Regions from separate parts of the Sus scrofa genome. Here region 2 is linked to region 1. A link is a contact called in public HiChIP or PLAC-seq data. All regions are on one chromosome and are shown on one strand. The core of a region is the stretch at or near the end of the contact, and the rest is flanking DNA. Distances in the headings are between cores, read along the strand shown.

Region 1 (5,837 bases), core at 349-2,848:
GATAGTGTTTGATGTTAACTTACAGTTATTAAAATAATGCCAATATTTTTTTCTACAGTTAAACATTAGTATAATGGAGCATTATTTAGTACATCCACCAAAAAATATCATTTTTGATCTGAAAATTGGCATGTAAAAATCTGCTTTCAATCTTGAATTTTATAAGTTAACCAGACAGTGATTCATCCAGTTATATTATAATGAACAGTCAAACTTAAGTTCTAATATACTTGATATATTTATCTGTCTTATTTTCCAATACAGCTTGATCATGAAATTAAATATGATATTCTCTTTTAATGTGGAATTGCTGGCAAGGTATACAGATATCATCTAAGAGGGTATTTCAAATTGTAACAGTACTTTTTGAAGTTTAACTATTTGCAATGATTTTTAACAATTAAATATCTTAGAAATACATTAGAAATAGTATCAAGACATAAGAAAATAATGTTAACTTTTAAAGAGACTGATAAATGATCATAATTGAAACAATGATGGAGTCTTAGGATAAAGTAAGTTTATCTTTCTTTTCAAATATAGCCTCAACATGCATTGTCACAGGTTTTGCTTATAAGCTAGATATATATGTCTACATGTTTTCTATGATATATGAAAAATATACTATTAATTACATGTCAAAAAAATTAAATCCTTTTTGGCCTAGCGAACAAAAATTTGTTTGTTTATTTTTATTTTTTTTCTTTTTTACCCAGTCAATCGACAGGTGGCATGAATTGATCAAATGTACCAATTGATTTCGTTTGAGGCAGTGCCAGACACCATGGTGTTCCCCAGTCAGAAGAAAGAAAGGCCACTTGGGTGCCATAAGGCATGAAAGCATTATAGTTAGTTTCCTTAACCAGTCATCTTTTTATTTGGAAAAGTCTTTGGATTTTGACTAGGAGATGCAAAAATGAAATGTATGGAGCATAAAGTGAAGGTCAAAGACTTGGGTTATTTCTAGAGTTTGCAGTCACAGTAGATTTTTCCTGCAGAAAGCAGAGGATCTTGCTAGAACAATACCTCCTGGGACTTCTCCCAGAGAAGAGAAAGTCATTTCTGAAATTATGAGATTTTTTAATTTTATGAAAATTAAAAAAAATGGAAAACCTCAAACAAGATTTTTAAAATGTGCTTAGAATAAGTTATAAAAACAACAACAAGAATGTATATTTTAAGGGATCTACTACAGATTGAAATATTTGTCAGGGTCTTACATTTATCTTTCTGATAGTGCTCATGTATCCAAGTGACTTTTCAATAAGTAATTATCTCTTTTATTCATTTACTTTGGAATAGTGATTCCAGATTAGCCAGGTCCCCATATCCCAAAATCTATTACTAGGTTAAGTCATTTCTTAACCGAAGATGAAACAGTTAAAAAAGAAGCATGCAAAAAGTCTGGCGATCAAAAATATGTTTTTAACATTAAAAAGTGACCTGAAAGTTAGTGGTTCCATAAAGCTGAATTTTTAAAGAACACATAGGATTTAGATTTTATTTTTCCCCTCCTCTTTTTGAACGAACTGTAGAGAACCACACCATATACTCAGTATAAGCGTGTTACACTTGAAAGATTTGCTCTGAATGTCCAGTGGGAACCTGGGAATCGTAATAATTTGTAGTATCGATTGAGTGAAGCTATGCAGCTGGGGCCTCCGGTGAATAGACAGGAATAGACATTTTATTGATTAACTTTTACAGTCATATTTTCAAGACTCGGCTGCAACATAATTTTCACTTCCCAGCTTTGTGTTGCTGCATCATGAAACTTGGATTCTTCTCTCTTAACGTTTACCCACTTGAGGAAAAAAGTATGAAAGTATGGACATGTCTTGCAAGGGTTGTGAGCTACGGAGATGCAAAACTTTCTGGAAAATGATTTCTCTCAAGTGCTATTCTACCACAAACAGTAGAAAGGAACTAACTGGTTATGACAGTTTTTGGAAATGTCATTATGGCAACTATTTGGTAATTAAATTTCATATTTTCCTCATTTTTTTTCATGTTTAGGAATCTTAGCTTTCCTACCCTAACTTCATGCATGCAACTATTAAAATGAATTGTCTTGTGATGGCTTTGTTTTTAATTACTTATACTTTACATCTTATTTAATGTGAACTGCAGAAGAAAAATTATTATAATAATAGGCTATAATTCAGTCTGAAATGAAAGCTGTTAAGTACTAAATCATTTTGACCAATAATTTCTAAGTATGAAAATGTGAATATATACCTATTGGACATCTGTGATATTTCTCCAGTCCTGCAAAAGTCTTTAAATTATTTAGGCAAAAGAATGTTGTATTTGCACAGGTGAAAATATTGCACATTTTCTGTATATAATCATATGCTTATTTATCTCAAGTTCGTCAGGCTTTGCATTTTTGCCTGTTGGAGTAAATTGCAGATTTTATACTCTTGTTTACATACATGGAAAGCATTTCACTCTAATTTTATGTAAGAGTTGATGACAGATTAGATTAGATTGGATTTGAAAATGGGATTAAAAGGATGATGTCAATTCTCTTTAAAATTCACATCTCTATTTCTTTTATTTATGACTTTGAAAAATGTAATGTTAGAATAAATTGATCCAAAGATAAAATTATGGAGCTTCATGTGATTATATCCAGAAGGCATGAAATATAATTATATTAGACCAAAAATTTAGCACAAGTTTTAATAGTTGTGTAAGAAATTTCATATTCCAAAATATTTGTCATATATAATTTTAGGAATTTATTTTTGTTCAAGTTCATTAATGATTAATGTGGAATTTTGGTTCTAAAATTTGTAGGTTTGATTTAAGTAGTATGAAAAGCATTTTAGGCTTCTAACTTAAGTTCCTCTTAATCAAAAAACAAAAACAAAAAACAAAAAAACTGAGTAAAGCATTCCACTTAGTAGTGAGAGTGTGAAACTGTTTTCCTCTTTACATTGAATATTAATTTTTGATATTCAACAAGTTTAAAGCTTAGCTTCTGTTGATTTTTAAAGATACAAATATTGAGACTTTGATTTTTCTTCCATGTGGCATTAATTTATTCTGGTAAAAGACTTATAACTACTTTTAGTGCAAATAGACAGTGCTTGTTGAAGTTCCACAGTTATCACAATTAATAGTAATAATATTAACATTAATGTGTTTGAAGATTTTTCAGGTACTCACATATATGTAACCATATATTTTCTTCTAATGTAACAGATCTGTGTTTATAATGCAAAGGTATTCGAATAAAGTATCTAGGAATTAATTCTTTCCTGCTTCACATTTAAAGAATGAATCAAATCATGTATAAAGAATACAGCTGATTTTTATAATGTGTGTAGGTCTAATAAGACTCTTTCCTGCATAATCAAGTATGTATTTTAAAATTATTTACAAAATAAGGAATGCAATTAAGAGAGATCTTATAATAAACATAAAATAGAAAAAGTCTGAATTGAGATTGATTTCAACATAATCTTGTAGAGGAATCCCCACTTATTGATCAATTTTAAAGCCCATGCATAGCACTTAGAAAGATAAAGTAAGCAAGGTCAGATAATCAAAGCATTTAAATAGTAAAAACAGCAACTGCCACTGTAGACTGCTAAAATAAATCCATAATACAAATTGCTTTAGCAAAAAGTGGATGAGCAGCTGATCTTCCTATTGAACTCTGATACTGTTCAGTGACCACACTGGGAAAAGGACTGGGAGAAATGCCTTGCAGATCAATATTGAGTGAGATGTAGCAGGGATTCATTTTGAACATGAAAGCATTACAGGTGTGAGAGTATAGACATCTTCAGGAGATGTCATCCAGTGGAGATTGTTTAATACAGTTAAAAAATGCCATCTATGCCTGATATTGCCAAACCACAGTCACAGAAATGCCCTCTTAACTGTTTCAAGAAATTGTTTGAATGCAGTTTAAAACAGCTCTCGACCTAAAAGTAGAGTAAGTTGGCTTTATGCTAAAATAGTGGTACAATTAATTACCAAAGAAATTAATATCTCACTATAAATATAGTCTACAGAAACTCATGTCACTAATTCATATTTGGGATATCAAATCATTATGTGATAGTGCTCTCCAGTCCTGTCCAGAGGTATAAAAGTTGTAGACTAAGGGATGGAAGAGACTGTGGAATTTTATGGCAACGGAGTACTTTTTGGAGTACTCTTGTTGTGAGTACCTTTTTGAAGCTTGTTGCAATTTGGGGGTCTTATTTTTAATGAGTATTTGAATTCTATTGGCTAATTATATTCTTGGCTCTAGTGAATACTGGGCATTTTCAGTATATAGATATATGACCAGCAAAATTGTTTCACTAACTTAACTACTTTTCTTATAAAATTTGAGTTTAACTTCTACTTAATGAGATATCTTCCTGGCTATAATGAAGTTTTGTGGGAAACTGAATGTGCATTAGCATAAGTACATGCAGTTTTATTGCATTCTGGAATAAAGTGGTTCTTCAGCCAAAGTGGACAACAATGCAATTGAATTACCCCTTACCTTTTCTCTGGTTCCCATAGGTGTCATCCTTAAGTCATTTTCTGTTTTCATAACTTCTAAATTCATCCTCAAGCTCATTACATGAATAGTATTGTATCTTGATAAGTATACCAATATGATTTTCCAACCAGGTATTTCTGGTGAATATTGTCACAGTTTCCCAGTAATCTGAATGTAGTATTTAGAGATTTATGATATTACGAATTGAGATTTTGCTTAATTTACAAAAAAAATTCAATATCAAACCTCTCGATTAAATGATATAAAATGTTGGCATAGAGAAGAAAGAATTAAGATGATGACTGGTTACATGTAAGACAGAATTTCCATATCAAAATGAAATATAAAAATCAGACTGGGCCTGAAAAGTTGTATAACTTAGGCTTGGGTTTTTTTTTTTTTATTTCCATTCCTTTCTTACCATAATGAATAGTTATTTACAACTATTGTAGCCCCCATGTTTGCTATATGAATTGCTGATAGCAGCGATTTTAATGGTAAAATTGTGGAACAATATTCATAGTTGTCAGAAAAAGGTCATTCTATTTGCATTCATTAGGAAGCTGGAAGACTGCAATGTGTGTTTCCTTTGGGATGTTGCAGCTATCGATTTATATACAGCTGTAGGAAAAATTAATTAGGATTATATTTCACTTATTACTGCAGGCAGTGTAATAAGAAAGAAAACCATTTTTTTTTTTTGTTAGAAAGTTGAACAGAAAAACCTAACTGGAATCATTGTTTCTTAAATCACAACTACTTTATCACATAATTTTTCTTTTATAATCTGGTTAAAGGCTTAGTGCATTTATGGAAATTTAATTAGCACTTTGAAAAATGAGTGTTTTAGTACATATCCTATAATAATAATGATAATTCAAATTAAGCCAAAGAGACATTTCCCCTTGCTAATTGAACCTTTCCTCTCTCTAAGCTAAGTCAATGTGTATTTGTCTACTGTGAGTTTGCAGGTACTAGGAAGCTATTGCCAAAAGAGTTAAATCAAAAAGTAAACAGGGACCAAGTACAGGAGAATTCTCAAGGTGAAGTAACTGATTCCAGAAATGAGAGTTTCAGAAGTATAACAAGAGATGCATTCTCTTAATTTTTATATTTTCAGTCTAAAATATTTATAATTCATTTCTTTTGAGAATTTAATACTTCAGATAAACTGGAATATGTCACATTGATGATATTCTGTTAGTGTGATGATAATGGATTTCAGATTGTTTTAAAAATTATATTTGGTTTCTTTCTATGAACACCATGCATAGACTAAGTGGAAAAATATTGAATTCAGTTTTCCACATTGTTTATATGTGACACA
Region 2 (5,767 bases), core at 1,378-3,877, 680 kb before region 1:
GGCTGACAGCTGCTGTCCACTCCCAGACCATATACCTGAGCGCAGTGGCCACTCTGCTCTTCTGCCCAGCCCACTCCTGCCTGCATTGTTGCTGCTGTCACACCAGCCGGCGATTTGATAGGCTTGTGGGGTTGCCATGGTGTTGACTTCTTGCCTCTGAGGAGCTGCCCAATGACTGGAGGTCTGGGATTAAAGCGGGAAGAGGCAGCGGCCACAGCGAATTTCAGCGGCAGCTGCAGCAGCAAGAAACAAGAAACAAGAGGACGAGGTCTTTAGACTGCGCTCCGCTCTCGAAGCCAGGGCTGCTGAGAAGGGGAGACGAGGAAAGGGGAACAGCTTGAAAGTATGACCACTCGAAGGCAGAAGATGCGATTGAGGGGTTTGAGACTCGCCCAGGAACAATTCAGAAGCAGTCTGCACGTGCAGACAGGAAAAATTGTCCAGAATTCGTTACTATTCACACAAGACATTACTGGGGCGGGTGGTGGGACTGGGGTGTTAAAAGGGACTTCAGTGGGTGATACACTTTCTCCCCAACCCCCACCCATCATTTGGGCAACGAAGTAATTTAACAAATAAAGAGGCGCTGTACGGAGAACTTTAAATCAGGGAAACGAACTTATTCCGAGAAGAGAGAGTGCAATTAGACGGCAGCTAACTAAATGACAAGAGTTGCCCCGGCGGGCGGCCGCCTGGGCGGTGCGGGTAGGGGGAGCCTGCGAGTGCGTGTGCGATGCACAACCCCAGACGAGAACCGTAAACTAGGAAATGAAAGAGAAAGGAACCGCTTCTGTTATAAATTAGTAGGTAGGTGAAGGTTACGCAAAGAAGAAAAGGGAAAGTAAAGCTGTTAAAAGAATAGAATAAACCCCCTGGGAGTTGAACTCGAAATCCCCCCCCCACCCCCCAACTCTCCAATCCAAGGGGAGGAGGAGGAGAAAAAGAGTGCATTCTGGTGTGATGAGAACTCTCTGGAATGTCTGGAGGAGAGGATAGGAGTGCGAGGGTAAGAAGACCCGGGTGCTAAATAAATGGCAGAGAGAGAAATGGGGGCGGGGCGGGGTAGGAAGGAAATAGTCGGCGATTCACCGAAGGGAAGAGGAGATGCAGCAGGGATTACAGGAGAAGGAAGAGAAGTGCAGAAGTTCAGACCTGTAGCCTAGAGGAAGGAGGGACCGGCTAGAGTCAGTAAGAGGGAAGGCGGAAAAAGGTGTGTGCTGCAGAGGGAGGGCGTGGGAAGGCCACCGCTGTCAACTGGAGGGAGCGACTACTAGGACAGAGGGCAAAAAGGGCAGAGCATTGTAACGACTCGGGCGGTGGCGCGAGCACCGCGGGGCAGCACCGGCGAACTGGAGCCAGGTGCCGCGTAGCCCGAGCCAGGCTCCGAGCGACGCTGGGACTTTGCTGGCCAGAAGAAGAGCTGCTTGCTCAGCCTGCCGGAGTCACGATCCACCGCGAGTCCCAAACACATGCCTCACTAACTACTTTACAGCCACTTTCATTGATTTTCTTTAACAAATAAACATAATACCCGTTACAGCAACACTTCCCCATGCTGCAGCTAGAATGCCAGAACCTCTGAGGGTTGCATTTCTCCGGATTGCAGTTTTCATATCTCCAAATAAATTGTTTTCCTTCGCTTAAAGGATCAAATGTGCGATTACATTCAGGTTTGGGGAGTCTGGTCTTCGACCCTCTCTATGTTCTGGGAGTCACCTTTTAGAATAAGTAGAAGACAGGTTCAGACACAAGTTTGTAAACCTGGTAGGGTTCACTGACATTTGCATATTAGTTTTTACTAATAAGAAGTAACTCAATTTGGAAGGAAGACGCCGGCAATTAAATTGATTCCCTTGCTCCTGCAGGCAAATTAACACTAGTCCGACAGCCACACCTAAGATGCTTCCCTAGAGTTGTCTCTTAAAAATATTTCCCTTAAAAATATTTATTTAAAAGTAGCCCCCCTTCAAGAGCGGTTTCTGCTCGAGGTTCTTCCATACATGTCAAAGGGTTGTTGAATTATTCATTATTGTAATTACTATCATCATTGTCATTATCCCTTTCCATGTGGAAATAATTTTATTATCGTAATTTGATATCTGAAGAATTTCCTGTTAGTCGTTTGATAATCATTTTTTTCTGCTGAAAAGAAAAGTTTTGTTTATAAATGAGATAGAGAAAATGTTTTAAATGCTTTGATGTTTGCTATAGATTTCCGTTTATCTAATCGATCAGAATGCCAATAAAATCGATTAAAGGTTTAGTGTTTTACAAACAACCATTTTGTGCTTTTTGATTTTACGTTCAGAATGATTTTAATAAAGCTAATGCTTTCCTTTAACACTCTCCCTTTAAAAACCCAAACCTTCATCGTTTTTTCTTTTATTATTAGAAATTGCCACTTAAAGTTCTTCTAATAGGAAAATTTAAAAATATATATAAGCAATGCCACAGTGGTTTAAATTCCATTCTCTTGTTGCTCAAGGTATTTAAATAAAGCCCTTTAAAATCTTGGTGAATTATATGCGATCATTCAGTGATTGCGGAATATTAAATTAAACTTAGATAAATCCGCATTGAAGGAGGCAGCACCCAATCCTGAATTTATTTCCCATTTTCTCTAACAGCATCACTGCGCTCCTCTCTTTGCAATGACAATGTGCCAAATCTGGGCATTTTGAAAACATTTTCCATATGCTTTAACAGGGGACTGATAGACAAAGAAGAAAAGGAGATGATCTTTTTGCTCTGAGGTATATTTTCTTTAACCTATTTATCTTAGACTTTCATTGATAACCATTTTAAAGCAAAAGTTTGAAAATCATTTAATTCCTTGTTTTTGCTTTTACCTTTTTTTTGCCTATTTGTAATTTATTCTTGGAATGGATTTTTGGTTACAGTATAAAATAGCTATGATGATGTAAAGCTATCATTTCTGTACCTTGGCAAACAACATTTGTTTCAAAATCTTTGATTTATTTAGTTTGCTAGCTGCCTTTTGTAATTAAAGATGGATTTAATTACACATTTTGTAACTTAGATCAGATGGGCTGTTTGTTTGCTATAGGATTTAATGGTGCTTTTGTGTCTAATATGTAGGGATGTTACATACAGAGGTTGTGGCTTTTCTTCAACTATAAAGATCTGTACTTTTTTTTGTCTTGGAAATGTGGGTGTTTGGATGAATGTAATGTCCTATTTTAAGATGATTCTATGTGGTGGCTGGAGTGTTATGTATTGTCTATACAGGATTTCATTGACTAAATATAGATGTTTTAGGTTTTAAAAGATCACAGTTGTATCTTCTAGTCAATGAAATCACAATTATTTTTCCCTACTTGTCTATCTTTTCCCATCTGTATCATTGTCTCTCAGAGCTCTTCCCCAGACGGAATGTAAAATTTTTGTTGGATGCTCTTGCTGGAAATAGCTCCTTGTGTTTTGAGAAGGATGGGCTTGTGACCCTGAGTGGTGTGAGTGTAACTGTGCGTGGGGGGTGGGGACACTGGTGATGAGGAGTCCTCATTAATTTGCATAAGAGCTGTAGAAGTGCTTGTGAAGTTAGTGAAGTGCTATTGTTTGGGAAGAGACCTGCTTGATTTTGTTTATAAACACTGGGCTGGTTGCCTAGACGGAAAGGAGGTCACAGCGGTGTCTGAGCCCTGACCTGGAAAGGCCAGAGGGCATCTGACTTTTCTCTTTCCCTTCTCCCCTCCCTTAATTCTTCCCTCCTCAGACTCCTTGTAACTCCTCTCTTCTCCCTGTTCCTTACCTTGCCTGTGTCTTAACGTTACATAATGACCTCCTACACACACACACACACACACACACAACTGGTCGGAACCTTGAGGGGGCAGGGAGGTAAAGCTGATTTATTTAAGAGTTAAAGCAAAAACTGGACTTAGGTCTAGAAAGGGAGATATATACGGGGATGCAGAAGTACAGAGATAGAACCCAGGAGCAGGAAGGGGTCATTTTTAAGTTAAAAAAAAAAAAAAAAAAGGAGACTACAAAGGAGAGAAGAACCAGGTTGGGGGAGGGGAGAGAATCAGCAAAGGATGGATTTAACTGTCCACAAATACTACACACATACATACACACTCAAAATGTCTCTCCTCTTTGAATGTCATTTCATCTAGTTCACTCTCACCATCAAGAGAGTGTCCATTCTGGATGTTAGGTCATATTTTCATTCCCCTCCCCCCTTTTGTTAATTCTCAAGAAAAGATACTTTTTTCCCTCCACAGTAATAAGTGGCTCTCCCACACTATTTCTGGAGTTCACTGTAAATATAACATGTTTGTGACACCTTCCCCAATAAGCCTCGCACTCTCCACTCTCCGATTCACTGTCAACTTCGCGTCTGCCCTTTACATCCATACCCACCCCCACCCCCCTCTCCACTCACAGGAATTGAGAGATATTGGTATCAGGTTTAAGTGTGTTTTGGAAAGGAGTTGCTGAGTTAAACAAAAATGTTAGTTAACAGACTGCCTTTGTTAAATAGCCCCCGGGTGGAGAAGACTCAACAAAAAGAGGGAAGGAGGAGGGGGGTGCTGAGGATCTGAAAGTGTCTGTGGTGATATAAAGGGTTCCTAACGCTGAAATCACTTGTAATACCTCGTTTCAAACTGAGCTCATCTATAGACCCCGGAAGCGCGGTCAAAAGACTGGGAACCTTTTCCCCTTGGGCTGGGGTTGGCCTTGAGCTGGGACGTGAGGGAGAGGGAGGTGGGGTATTTATTAATGAATTGGCGAGGGCAGGGCCGGGGAAGGGGGCGAACAGACAGCTAAAGACTCATTAAACCAACTGTAAAGCCCAGAGTGTCCGCGGCAGAGATTTGGGAAATAAAATACAGACGCCGAGGAAAAGTCTAGAAGTGGAAATTACCTTTTGTCTCAATGTTAATTACTCCTTGTTTCCAACACTCAACACCTAACCACCTGGTAGCCCTTTCTGGTCCTTGCTCAACTTGGCTGTCAGTGTCAGGGTCCGAGTGCTCTGCAGTGGGCTCGGCTGGCGGGGGCAGCCCTGGAAAGTGCAGGAAAGGGTCTAGGGGAAGTTCTTGGTGCGGCGGGGAAACCTCTGCTCGTTTCACTTTGAAACAGAAAAGCAGCCAAACATTGCGCGGGGGCGGTGGAGGGTTCGCTCAGAGTTTAGGGACCAGCGGGGTGGGGTGTGTGTGGGGGGTGCAGGGTCAAAGGTTGACGGCGAGGTGTCCGCAGAGACCCAGGAGGAGCAGCTGGGTTTCCCGGAGCCAGGGGCCGAGGAGGAAGGCGCCAAGGGCCGCGGGACTGCACCGCAGCCGGGTCGAGCCGGGCGGATCGCACCCGCGCCCCGGAGCAGCCGGCGGGCTGGGCTCGGGCTCGCTCGTCTCGCCGCGCCCCTGCCCGCGGCGCCGCGCTCCGCGCCTCCGGGCCCACCCCTCGCAGACCTGCGGCCGCGGCTCCCAGCTCCCCTCCGTGCGCTGGCGCGCTCCAAGGCCGAACCCTGGAGGAAACTCTTGACTCTGTGCTAGTTCCTCTCTGCCCCTTCCCCTCAGCCCATTAACCCCCGACCCTCACCCCAGCTTCTCTTCTTAGGAAAGAGGTGAAAGAGGACGTGAAAGAGATGATTAAAAAGAAAACACACATACACCCTAGGAGGGGAATACTCCCTAGCAGAAGGGCTTGAAAAAGTGGGCGCCCCTCTTACAAACCCTCCTTCCTTTTGTTTTCTTACTTAGAATTCAATAACCACCCCCCAACACTCACACACTCACACACA

The links. HiChIP or PLAC-seq counts read pairs in DNA pulled down with a chosen protein or histone mark.
Region 2: a contact with region 1 is called in an H3K27ac HiChIP or PLAC-seq map of skeletal muscle. The contact joins the promoter of ZFHX4 here to the enhancer-like site in region 1. A contact is called at or near these places in 3 of 5 promoter capture datasets (fetal liver, fetal skeletal muscle and liver), 9 of 47 Hi-C or Micro-C datasets (embryonic fibroblasts, epiblast stem cells, fetal skeletal muscle and 4 more) and 1 of 2 datasets of contacts at active chromatin or transcription factors (skeletal muscle).

What each region holds. Positions count from the first base shown.
Region 1 is chr4:58,898,187-58,904,023 of Sscrofa11.1, reverse strand. The region is part of intron 1 of LOC106510043 (a long non-coding RNA gene); the gene reads left to right. The region is part of intron 1 of LOC106510044 (a long non-coding RNA gene); the gene reads right to left. Among named protein-coding and RNA genes, the nearest start is that of PEX2, 350 kb to the left of the region's middle. Within about 2 kb of position 1,598, at least 1 of the 83 cell types and tissues checked has an H3K27ac peak or open chromatin away from gene starts, as enhancers often do. A contact at or near this core is called in skeletal muscle, where this site is marked.
Region 2 is chr4:59,577,773-59,583,539 of Sscrofa11.1, reverse strand. It overlaps ZFHX4 (zinc finger homeobox protein 4), which reads left to right and starts at 2,627. Exons shown (of 11, transcript XM_021089179.1): 1 at 2,627-2,753.